4 separate regions of the Zea mays genome follow, and all the other regions are linked to region 1. A link is a contact called in public Hi-C data. All regions are on one chromosome and are shown on one strand. Each heading gives the region's core, a stretch centred on a gene start, on an enhancer-like site or on the middle of the called end of the contact. The rest is flanking DNA. Distances are from core to core; before and after follow the strand shown. Region 1 holds the start of LOC103651237 (pentatricopeptide repeat-containing protein At5g50280, chloroplastic). Region 2 holds the start of LOC100285566 (ubiquitin domain containing 1). Region 3 holds the start of LOC100280828 (heat shock factor protein HSF30). Region 4 holds the start of LOC100194255.

The links. A called contact is a pair of places that touch in the nucleus more often than the background predicts.
Region 2: a Hi-C map of bundle sheath shows a contact between it and region 1, with 4 times the contacts expected there. The contact joins the promoter of LOC100285566 here to the promoter of LOC103651237 in region 1. A contact is called at or near these places in 7 of 25 Hi-C or Micro-C datasets (bundle sheath, ear, leaf and 2 more) and 1 of 3 datasets of contacts at active chromatin or transcription factors (leaf).
Region 3: a contact with region 1 is called in a Hi-C map of leaf, with 5 times the contacts expected there. The contact joins the promoter of LOC100280828 here to the promoter of LOC103651237 in region 1. A contact is called at or near these places in 5 of 25 Hi-C or Micro-C datasets (ear, endosperm, leaf and 2 more).
Region 4: a Hi-C map of root tip shows a contact between it and region 1, with 3 times the contacts expected there. The contact joins the promoter of LOC100194255 here to the promoter of LOC103651237 in region 1. A contact is called at or near these places in 6 of 25 Hi-C or Micro-C datasets (ear, leaf, root tip and 2 more).

Annotation. Positions count from the first base shown.
Region 1 is chr3:206,008,818-206,011,615 of Zm-B73-REFERENCE-NAM-5.0, forward strand. It overlaps LOC103651237 (pentatricopeptide repeat-containing protein At5g50280, chloroplastic), which reads right to left and starts at 1,406. Exons shown (of 2, transcript XM_008676855.2): 1 at 16-1,406. The coding sequence starts at 887.
Region 2 is chr3:206,235,229-206,238,246 of Zm-B73-REFERENCE-NAM-5.0, forward strand. It overlaps LOC100285566 (ubiquitin domain containing 1), which reads left to right and starts at 1,288. Exons shown (of 4, transcript NM_001158457.2): 1 at 1,288-1,499. The coding sequence starts at 1,466.
Region 3 is chr3:205,839,980-205,842,679 of Zm-B73-REFERENCE-NAM-5.0, forward strand. LOC100280828 (heat shock factor protein HSF30) reads right to left here and starts at 1,371. Exons shown (of 2, transcript NM_001367142.1): 1 at 950-1,371; 2 at 240-807. The coding sequence starts at 1,213. The coding sequence ends at 322.
Region 4 is chr3:206,257,595-206,260,491 of Zm-B73-REFERENCE-NAM-5.0, forward strand. LOC100194255 reads left to right here and starts at 1,630. Exons shown (of 2, transcript NM_001139296.1): 1 at 1,630-2,260; 2 at 2,390-2,897. The coding sequence starts at 1,971.

The sequences.
Region 1 (2,798 bases), core at 156-2,655:
CAAGACAATGCTCACCTCCTACAGTAGGCAACAGCAGATATCGCGGCATTATAAAGAACTACCTCACGGAAATCCCTTTCCAAGGGTAACCTTGCCACAATCTCCAAGACCACATCAGCCATGTCACAACGCCCAAGCGAAACAAAAGCCATCAACCATACCATTGATGATACTGGCACCGGCTGCTTCTCCCGCAGCCACTGGAACAGGTGTGCACAGCCCAACGCAAGCCCCTCGTTGGACATCCTCCACATTAATTCAATGCACTCCTCCTCGCTGAGGTTCCCGTGGCTGTATCCGGCCATGAACTCGGCGAATCCTTGTTCCCCCGCCGCAGCTGAGCACCTCGCAAAGGCTAGGATTTCGTCCATGGCTGCCGTGGTGCTGCAAACACCGCTTACCACTTCTTGGCATCGCAAAAAGGAGGTCGGGTCCAACCACTCGCATTCTTCATCGTCGTCCTCTTCTGCTTGGTATGGTTCCTCGCGCTGCGGTCGAAAGCGGCTGACAGGCGGGTCCCAGTGGCCCACCTCCTCACCACAGTCCTCGTCTTCATCCTCCGAGGCGCCGCATCGAGTCGGGCCCAACCAGCTGCCCTCGTCATCCGTATCCTCCCAGGTGCCGTGTGTGGCAGGTTCGCCCAAGCAGCCCACCGCCTCATCCCCATAGTCGCTGCCTTCGCTTTCTTGTTCTTCAAAGAAACTATGCGCAGGATGGGCGGCTGGGCGACTTCGAGGCCACCAGGTTTGGAATTGGGAAGGGCAATGAGAGTAGACGAAGCATTTGGAGGACGGATAGGCTTTAAGGGGGCTGCCAAGGTGGAGGGCGCGGAGAGGTGGAAAGGCGAAGGAGAAGGAAAGTAGCTGTTGGGCCAACAACAGCGTCATCCTGGCGAGTGGCAAACACGGTGGGAGCAAGTCACGGGCGAATCCAAAAGGCGCCGCTCGTGGTCGCCGATACCACGGTGGTGTTGCTCACGCGCGCGTCGAGGATCGGTGGAGAGTGTGCGGAGGAGGACTTAGATGCAGTGGCGGATCCAGGTAATTCCGAAGCCCCGGGCCAAACAAAAGGAAGGACGCTGCCCGCCACTGCTCCTCCCTGTCCCTAGCAGAGTCGCCACTGCTCCTCCCTGCCCCTAGCAGAGCCGCAGAGTGGCAGTTGCCGCTGCCCGCTGGGGTGGGCCGGTGGGGGGCGCCACCAAAGCCCGGAGACCGGGGCCCCAGACGCCGGCAGAGCCGCGGAGCGACGAAGGGAGAGCCGGACTGGACGAGGGCGCCCCGACGAGGTGACGACGGCGAGCTCCCGGGCGGCGCGAGCGCAGATAGAAGGATGGAGCCGTGCGTGTGGCGTGGAGAGGGAATGACAGACTGGGGCTATTTTGCCATCCTTTGCTATCCCAAACTCGTATATAACGCCAGTAAAAACTCACATATATAACCCTAGCAAAAGGTACAATAGCAAACAATCAAAACTCTTACCAACTACTTATACATTCATATTTGATAAAAATTATAAAGTAAATAAGAAGACAACAAGTTTGTTGTTTGTATCAGGGACTCATCACAAAGTAGAACGACTCCCAAACGTGATCAGGATATGACCGCGACGGTGAAGCTAATCCAGGCAGGCGGTGTTCGCCGGCGGCGCCGCGATGTTCCGGAAGTTCTATAGCAGTAAAGATGAAACGGCCGAGCCGATAAGCATCAGTACGACAGTACCCTATAGGAGAACCGAAACGTGGAAGCGACAACGTGAAACATGACCTTGCTTGCCTGGCCACAGTGAGACGGAGAATCAGCGGTGCGGCGATAAATACATGGCCACAGGGAGGTGCCAGTAGCTGCTCGAACCAGGGTACGTGGCTTCAAGACATAAACACCATGCATCCTCAATAGCATAGTAAAGCAGTGAACCTAGCCGATGGCGCTCAACCAGAGGCAAACAAACACAGTGGTCACCAGCTGTAGATAACCATCGAGTCCCCTTTCCTCAGATATTTGAATCAGCTGGAACCTTTCCCCATTTATCACCTTTTGAACCCTCTACCCAAACTACAACTCGAATTGACACAAGTGAAACACAACAGGCGTGGAGATCCTTTCTTCACTCAAAGACTGAACCAGTTTCAGTCACCTAAGCAATGTTCAGTTCACCACTTGCCTAACAGCTCGACTTGGAACAAAGTTTTCTCCCAATTCGAAATAAGAATAGGGAGATCCTTCTTCATAAGAAGTATTCCTCCACAATAAATCTCCAAGTTTGATGTAATGGCGATCCACCAAAAGTTCTAAGAATTAAGAATTAGAAGGGTCCAAAACTGAGAGGAATATGCGGCTTCTAAAAAATCAGCAAAACTGAATCACAGTTCAGATTATGAAACTGCACTCGGCACCAAACTGAACTTGAAACTGCACACCACACGCGTGACAGCGAAAGTTCAATCACATTTTACTCCACTTTTCATGCAGCACCAAGCCAAACTTACTAAATGAGATTTGTTCACCATTTCATGGGCTTCAACTCTTCTATATAAACCATAGCCCATAACTTCATGGATTAGCTACAAAGAAGCTCCAAAACTGCACTAACAACACTAAAATTCAGACTCAGTTTGTTGCACTAAGTCTGAAATCCAAAATCTGTCAACTCAGTTTGGACCGCTTTTTCTCCTAGTTTCATATAGCTTTAGGGCTATCACAGTTAATGAAAGTTGTTCTCTTATAGTTACTCTACAAGTTTGTTATAGCAACCTTTCTCAAAATGTTCTTTGATTACAAGTTACAGGGGCCCAAAAATAG
Region 2 (3,018 bases), core at 38-2,537, 230 kb after region 1:
ACAACAAATGTCATATTCTATGCCCTGGGGGCATCAACTTCATGATCAATATGTGAATCTTTATGGAAGTTTCTATCAAATATAAAGATCTAGTCGATCGAACACCATCAGTTAAAGTAGCTTGTTTATGTCGATACGTGCACTTACCTCGTATATCCTAGAAGTTAGTAGAGGTGAAGTTCCTGATATAATCCTTGCAACAGTATGCAATCCGTTTGCTAAATCTCTATGTGCGTATACTTCCAGAAGAAGATGTTGTGCCATATTGATACAGTTTTGCGAGGATCAGGGGGAGCACATTTCTAAATTTAGCCCTTGTAGAAGATTCGATGGAATTCTGATTCAGAAGATCGAAATTTGTCCTGATGACATTTGTTGTACTCTTTTTCCTTGGTGAGTTTTTTGAAGTTTCTCACATAAGGTTTTTAATGAGGCAACAAAGTGCAAATGCAATTTGTGTCACCATGTACTCTTTCTCCATATTTTTCCCACTGAGTTTTTGGGAGTTTTAAAGAGGCATGTGTTGGTCGCGGTATTCGCCCAAGGGGGAGTGTTAAGTAACCCTAGTTAGGGTTATGTGGGTAAATACCGACTTTGCCTCTGAGGAGTCTCATATCTCTATATAAGGAACATGTACACCCCTTCATATTACAGAGATCAGAAAGAGGTTATAGGCTCAACCCTATATCTCGTGTCTCGTGTGTTTCCTCTGTCGTGCTTATGGGAAGGGAGACAGGTCCTCTATAGCTTCTTGCGCCTCTACTGCTGACGGGAGAGAAGGGAGCGGATCTAATGATTCGTGATAACGTAGTTCTCAATACAAGGAATCTGCTCTTTGCTGGCATTTGCTATCCACGCTGAGAAGAAACGAACCAACAAATGGGAATTAGGAACCACAGGCAATACGAGCAGTTTAGGACATGGAAAAAAGAAAGGAAAAAAGAAATAATAAAAATAGTCAGAATACTATTTTAGTAATAACACTTATAAATACTGTTATGGACAATTTTAAATTAAAAGAGTCCTATAATAGCAATAAACTTATCGGACTGCTAAGACGGGGCAGAAGCACGTTTGAATTATTGTAAGCCCATTTGCGTCACCAGGCCGACTCTGGGCTATGAACTGTGTACGCTCGGCCGGACCAGCCCATACAACGGACCCAACTTCACAAAACCAACCAAAAGGGGCCGAAGACCTTGTTCGTCGGCGTATCCGGATTATGCTGGCTAGGACCTAGGAGCGTGCGGGGCCACCAACCGATGCGTCCGTCCCGTCCACACCAGTACACCACCATCCCCCACCGGCCACCACTTCTGCTCCGCGTCCGCTTTTCAGCTCTCCACCGCTATCTCGCACGTCGCTCCCCAAATCATCCCATCCTACGCCCGCGGCCGTGGCACCGAATCCAGAAGCGTCTAGAAGGGGGAGGTGGTCGCCCATGACCGTCTGACCGGCCGTCGCCATGGGATGCGCTGGATCCACTCCAAAGACTGACGGTCTATCCCCCTTCCTATTCTACTGTTTCTTCTCCGTTGTTTTCTGTATGGTTCAGATTGGGATCTTATATTAGATGACCGTTGCATCTTCGGTAATTCGGTTCTGGAACCGAGTTTAGGATACGGTGGGTAGCTGGTTTATCAGCGTCCTTGGTTCTTGTATGAGCTGGGTGGGTAGCGATTGGTAACTCGAATTAGCTCCGCCTGCCATCGATGGTTAATTGAGCTCCAGGACCATCGCCATGGTGGTTCCAAGGAAGAGCCATGATCGGCTTATATGTAGCACAGCTTCTTGTGAATCGTGATTGAGTCACGGCCGACGGATGGAGGGAGAAGATATTGGTATTGCCACAAAGCAATTGAAGGGATGACCTGCTCCCTTTTGGGCAAAAAGGTAGATCATACAGTTGTTGGGGAGACGAAGACATGTCTGGTTGTCATAAAAATAACTGGAACTGACCGCTTATTCTTCATGTGACAGATGCACTGCTGCAGCTCTGTTCATGCCCAGCAGAATTAACGATGAGATAATACAGTATTAATGGCTAGCTGAGATGATGGTTTATTCTTGTTGTTGGGGGAAGCCATTTCGTTGGTTTAAAAAAATTGCTTTCCTTAGGGCAGCAAAATCAAATATGCGGTGATATGCAAGATAAATTGAAGTGATAACTTAATCTATTTGTAGGAGGAAAGCCATGGATTGATTAAGAGGATTTACTTTGTGTTAGATGATTATCTTTGCTGCACCTACATTATCCATAAGGTATTAAGGTGCAGTTCAGATAGGAGCAAGATGACGATAGCAGATTGGTTGCCTGTGCAGTTCCCTTGTTTGATAAATACTAGTCATGCTGTTGGACCAAGGGAAATGACTTCACACTTTTTTATTGATTCTGATCTGATGCATCCTTAGTGTAGCACTTTAGAAGGTTCATTAGGCTGTAATATTTTTGCATGCCTCAAGAAAATCACTTTTCTATCTAGAGAATTAGGTTTAGGTAAAGACATTTTTTTATCTTCGACCATCATGTCAAGAATAGTGGTATTTTAGAAAGCATGTCGTCAATATGTTGATACCATTTTTTTTTATAAAAAGTGATGTAGCATGTCGTATATTTGTAAAAAAAAGAACATTTGCATAATACTCCCTCCATTTTTTTTATTTGACGTTTTGCAGTTCATTTGTACATTAGTTGGCGTCAAATAAAAAAGGATGGAGGTAGTACAATATACTACAATTGAAACTAATATCTTGAAAATCAGGTACTGTGCCTGCATCCAAATCACCATGTTTTTTTACAAGAGGAATTAATAGGTTTGTTTTTAAACAGGTCCATTCAAGTATTTTGTCAGCATTTTTTAGATAAAGGAAGTGTTTCATCAACATGCTCAGATCTTTGTTTAGAAAGAGCAAAATAACATATATAATATGCCAATGCTTGCTGGTAGAATGATATTTGGCCACATAACGTGCACATCCCTTGTATGTTTCTTGATTGTATTAGCTTGGTAGAATGTA
Region 3 (2,700 bases), core at 121-2,620, 170 kb before region 1:
ATAGAGATGATTCTTTTCAGACTTTTAACTATTTAGCCGAAGAGGAACCGTTGTCACGAAGACACACGAACACCGCAAAGAGCGCTGCCAAACGCTCGCCACGCTTAAAAACTTTTCTTCAGGCACTGTTACTTACTAAAATAGTACTGTTTTCGTTATTTTTTTATTAATCACGTTTAAATTTAAAAATGAACTTATTTTTTATTTGTCGCGTTTAAATTTAAAAATGAAGCCGACGGTAAAACGGAAGGCAGTAACTGCTGAAACCGAGGCAAAGCTATAATACAGTGCAAGTCATATATACACCAGTCCCTATCTACCCTAGTAGAACACTTGGCCGAGAACAGAGAACGGAAACGGCACGGCGCCCCCGCCCCTGCTGTGCGCCAGGTCCACGGCTTCAGCCCCGATCCGCCGCCTCTTGGCCGGCTGCGCCTCCGACCCCTTGTCGATCAGGGCCAGCTCCTCCTCCTTGGCGAGCATGGCGCGCAGCACGAGGCCCGGGTCGTCGGCGAGCTTGGCGAGGAACGCCATCATCTGGGCCGGCCGGCTCTCGGCGGCGCGCAGGCGGCGGTCCATGGCCCGCAGCTCGTCCTCCACCCCGCGCTGCTGCTCCCGCAGGCGCTGCACGGCCCGGATGGTCCCGCGCACCTCCTCCCCGGCCTCGCACAGCTCCCGGCCGCCGCCGCCGGCGCCGGCGCCCGCCTTCTTCCTCTTGCGCACGACCAGCGGCAGCAGGCGCGCCTGGCCCCGCAGGAACGACTCGTGCGCGAACTCCCACCGGTCCGTGTCCACCTTCCTGAACCCCTGTTAAAAAAATAACGGTACGCATGCGTGCCGAGAGCTGTTACTCACACGAGGAGGAGTGGTAGCTGAGTCCTGAGTGAGCGCTGAGCGGACAGCGGAGCGGGGGCAGAGGAGCTGAGGAGGTAGCGCGCATATCACTCACGTAGGTGTTGAGCTGCCGGACGAAGCTGGCGAAGTTGCGGTGCTTGAAGTAGGAGGGCAGCAGGTAGTCGGAGAAGGTGGCCGGGTCGAGGACGTGGAAGGTGTTGCTGGCGCCACCCCAGCGCACGACGGCGTCCGTGGCCGGGTCGCTCACCATGTGGAACGTCTTGGCCACGAACGGTGCGACGGCGGCGCCAGCCTGCTCCTGCTCCTGCTGCGGGCTGGTGGCGACGCCGACGCCGTAGCCCTTGCACTCGCTGCCCATGGCTCTTAGCTTGCTCGATAATACACACAACAACGTAAGGATCCCGATCCCCCAGTTCCCGTTCCGTTCCCTGTGGAGCGCTCACGGCGAAGAACCGGATAAGGAAGCAGCAGCTCGCTTTGCTTTCTCTCGCTGTCCTGTTCGTTCGGTGCCTGTGTGTGTGGTGGCCGTGTGGTTTGCCTTCTTTTATTCGTCTCCTTCGTCGGTGGTTCGGGGGTGGGGGCGAGTCCTACTCCTACGTGTCCTCAGATATTTCTGTCCGGGGCGGTAAAGCGCCTGCCACCGCCTATATATCTATCTCCTCAGGTCGTGGTACGGGCCGAGGAGCGCGGACTCGGCGGCAACAAATGGAACCATATGATTCGCGAGGCGATGTGGCGCTGGTGTTGTGCCGGATTTTGGGAGGATTCGATGCTTGTCGCTTAGGGGCCACGTGTGAGCGGCACAGGCATAAAGTGTCGCGCTGTCCCCTCCCCTGGGTCATGGGCTCATAGCAAGTCAGTTTTTCTTCACAGGCGTTGCGCTTTTCTTTCCTAATATATATATCTATCTAGTCTGCTGTGCCCTTTTTTTAGCGGGATATGGATGATATCGGCGATCTTAGGACGACGTGACAGCGCATCGACGAACAGTGTTTCGAATGACATACGCAGAAGGCAATCTTTGAGCGGGACAAGAGTTTTGTGCTTCTTGTAAATCTGGGAGAGACTGCTGGGCTCGGTCACTCTGCTCTTCACGCGCGGAGAGCACAGCCAGCTCACCACCCCTTTATTAGTAACTATAAGGCTGCCCGCACTCGTGAACGCCAAACGGGACGCTACCCCTGTTTAGCGTACAGTTCGCGTGCAGTGGGTAGCGCTAAATGGAACTGAACGATAGTGTGCGGGCTTCGGGACGGTACGGCGAGCGTCGTACGGCGTGGCGCTCTATACTCTCTCTCCTCCCGCACCAACGGCGTGGTTGAATTAAATATATGATAGTTGATATAGAGTATGGATATAGAGTAATATGAGTGCGGAGGATTATGGTATAGAGTAAAGAATTTTTCTGATCAGGACAGAATATTCTTTTTAGGGTAGAAATTTAGAGTAGTATGAGTGCGGATAGCCTAAGGACCTCCGGAAACTGAACGGCCAAGTGATCAACTGAGGCGGACAGGCGGTGAAAGGAAGAGGTGGGAGAAGGGCGGTCTGGCACGCGTTATCGAAAGAAATGTGTGCATCATGCTCATGGCCAACGCAGATATGCAGCAGCTTGAGGTGCAGGGTAGGTGTGGATGTGCCCGCGCAGTGCAAGCCAACCGCCTGACTCCATTTGGGGTCGGCGTGGACAGCTAGCAACACGCGCGGTGACGGACAGGGCCAAGCCGAGCCGATAGCGAGGGCTCCGCGCGCACGTCATCGCCTGCGTCCACGTCGCAACCAAGCGCCCAATCGCGTTCATGTAAATAAATAAATAAATAGTTCGAATTTGAACGCCCCAAAAAA
Region 4 (2,897 bases), core at 380-2,879, 250 kb after region 1:
GATAGAACAGGACTGAAGTGTGTAATGTGTTCATTCTATAGATCTACCAAAGCTCACAGCAGTTGATAGGGCGAAGCAATTAATAGCTCAGACTTGAAACTAGGACACCGTTGCCCGTTTTTGACGTCCTCACCTGGAGGGCTTGAGCGGTTGAGAGCGTATGATGGTATCCATACGTCCAGACTGCATGCGCTGATGGTATCCATACAGTGATACAGACATTCATGCTGCATTCATCAGGTTAACATACGCCACAATGACCATTTTCCGTTTCCCTTTTTCTATTTCGAAACACCAGCTGTTCCCGCGTGTTCCCATAGAGGGTAGGATAGGAGAAGAGTTGAGCAGGCCATGAAGTCGCGCTACGTATACACCCTCTCTTCCGATCCCCAGCCCAGATAAACTAACCGGTGGTTGAGCTCTTCGTCAAACGGGGATGGAGTTTTTATATGGGAGCAGAGGTACGTAGCGCGGTGTGCGAGAGCCGAGAGGAGGAGGATGCAGAGCTGGTGTGACGCCGGCCGCTCGCTAGCTGCCACCTCATGATTGGAGGCCCTGGATCGGTTGAACAAGTCACCAGAGAACTCAACTCTCAGCAGCCGCGCGAGAAGGATTGCGATGCCATAGCTGAACCCCCAATTGAATAATAATCGCGTGAGAGCACGATCGAAGGAGTCGCCAATGCAAAAGAAGAAGAAAAAACTATGGCTTCGTGTTGCGGTGGATGTATGGAACGCGTGATGTCTATTTCCATCCAAAGAATCTGCGGTTGGATTATTGGATCTGTGTCGAACACACCAAGCCGCTGCTAAGCAATATATATGACAGCGTCAAAAGGTTAATTTGACCCAGGCCAGGATATCATATCATAACATATCATATCTAGAATAGAAACTAGACTCACTCTACTAGAAGAAGAAGAAGAAGCAATGTAAAATTCTGAAGCTGGTAGCGACGTATATCGTTGATTCTTCACCAAGCAACCGAATACGACGACAAGTCACGACCTGAATTACCACGGCCTTTACTCCTGTCTCCTAGCCTGACGTGTCTGCCGAAATATCCGACGCCTCTAGCTAGATTCTTTTTTATCGGAGTAGGCGCGGGCAGAAGAATTCCGCCCGGCGCGCGTGTGCAGCTGTCAACGTTTAACCCCTCGATAGAAACGCGCGTGGGATGGATGGGGATCTGCCGGGCGGGCTCCGCCGTAGTCCGGGACGAGCGGCCACTGCACTGCCATGCACGCACGTCGCAGTTCCAGGGCACTGTTGCCGCGCGTGGGCATGACGGCGAACCGAGCTCTGCTGCTGGTTTGGTTCTCGACTCCAACCGAAACCACGCACCAACCACTCCAATGCATGATGATATGCGTACGTTAATAATTAATGCATATGCTACTTCTCATCTAATTCCCGAATCCCGAACGAACGATGACAGATGAGGGGACGACGACGATCCATCATCAAAGGCATGGATGGATGGATGGACATGGCGATAGTTGGGGAGACGTCGCCGTCGCACGCTCGTCCTCGTCTTCTCAAGAGAGCAGCTTGTCTGGCTGTCTCTCCTCTCCTCTTTGTTTAAGTTCGTCCCCCGCGCGCGGTCTCCACGCCTTGCTCAGCCTCAGCCCTCAGGCCTCAGCCAGCGTGCGCGCCCACAACCCCTCACGTCGTCCCCGCCAATCACACCGCACGAACCGAGGACGACGGGACACCACCGTCACCGCGACGTAGTAGTAGTACTACATGCATAGCATAGCCTCGTGGAGTCGTGGTAGTAGTAGTTTAGTTTTGCTCGCTTCCACACCGCACCGCCGTTCCCTTTTTTATATCCCGCGGATGCGCCTGCCTCTGCCTCGGGGTCGGGGGGGCAGCTGGTGACATCGGATTCGGATCAGGCCGAGAAGATCGAACTGCTCCGATCCGGCGCTTAATTTCTCTCTCTCTCTCTCGGGCTAGCTGCCCGGGCAAATGGACGCCGAGTGGAGCGGCGACGAGAGCAAGGCTGGCGCTGCGGGCGGAGTTTCGTCGGCTGATTGCCCAAGTTCGCCACCGCCGGTGTCGCCGGCGCCACCGTCCACGTCGCCAGCTGCTACCGGTGCCGGGAGGAGGCGGTCGGCGAACAAGCGGGTGGTCACCGTGCCGCTGGCGGACGTCAGTGGCCCACGGCCCAAGGGCGTCGGCGAGGGCAACACGCCGACGGACGCGTGGGCGTGGCGCAAGTACGGCCAGAAGCCCATCAAGGGCTCGCCTTTTCCGAGGTACACACGGGCCACGGCACGACGTAGAAGTCTAGTAGTAGAAGCAATCACTCATGCATCCATCCATGGACTGCCCCTAGTTCTCTTGTAGACTTTTGCTGATCTGGGTTTCGGTTTCGGCGTGCCCAGGGCTTACTACAGGTGCAGCAGCTCCAAGGGGTGCCCGGCCAGGAAGCAGGTGGAGCGGAGCAGGGCGGAGCCGGACAAGGTGATCGTCACGTACTCGTTCGAGCACAGCCACTCGGAGGCCATGGCGGCGGCGAGGGCGCAGAACCGCCAGGCCCCGAAGCCAAAGCCGGCCCAGCCACAGCCAGTCCCGCCGGAGTCCCCGTCATCCGGCAGCCACGACGTCGCTGCCGCTGCCACGGTCGTCTGCGCGCCTGCTGCGGCCGAGACCGAGGCCGGCGCGGCGGCCGTCGAGGTGCACGACGAGTTCAGGTGGCTCTACGACGGCGTGTCCGTCACCTCCTCGGCGTCCCCACCGGACGTCGAGGCGGCGGACGAGATGCTGTACGGGGCGATGTTCTTCGGCGCCCCGCCCGCGCCCCTCCCCGACGAGTTCGGCGACGTCGGCGGGCTGTTCGACGGAGAAGGGGGCGAGGAGGACGCCATGTTCGCGGGTCTCGGCGAGCTGCCC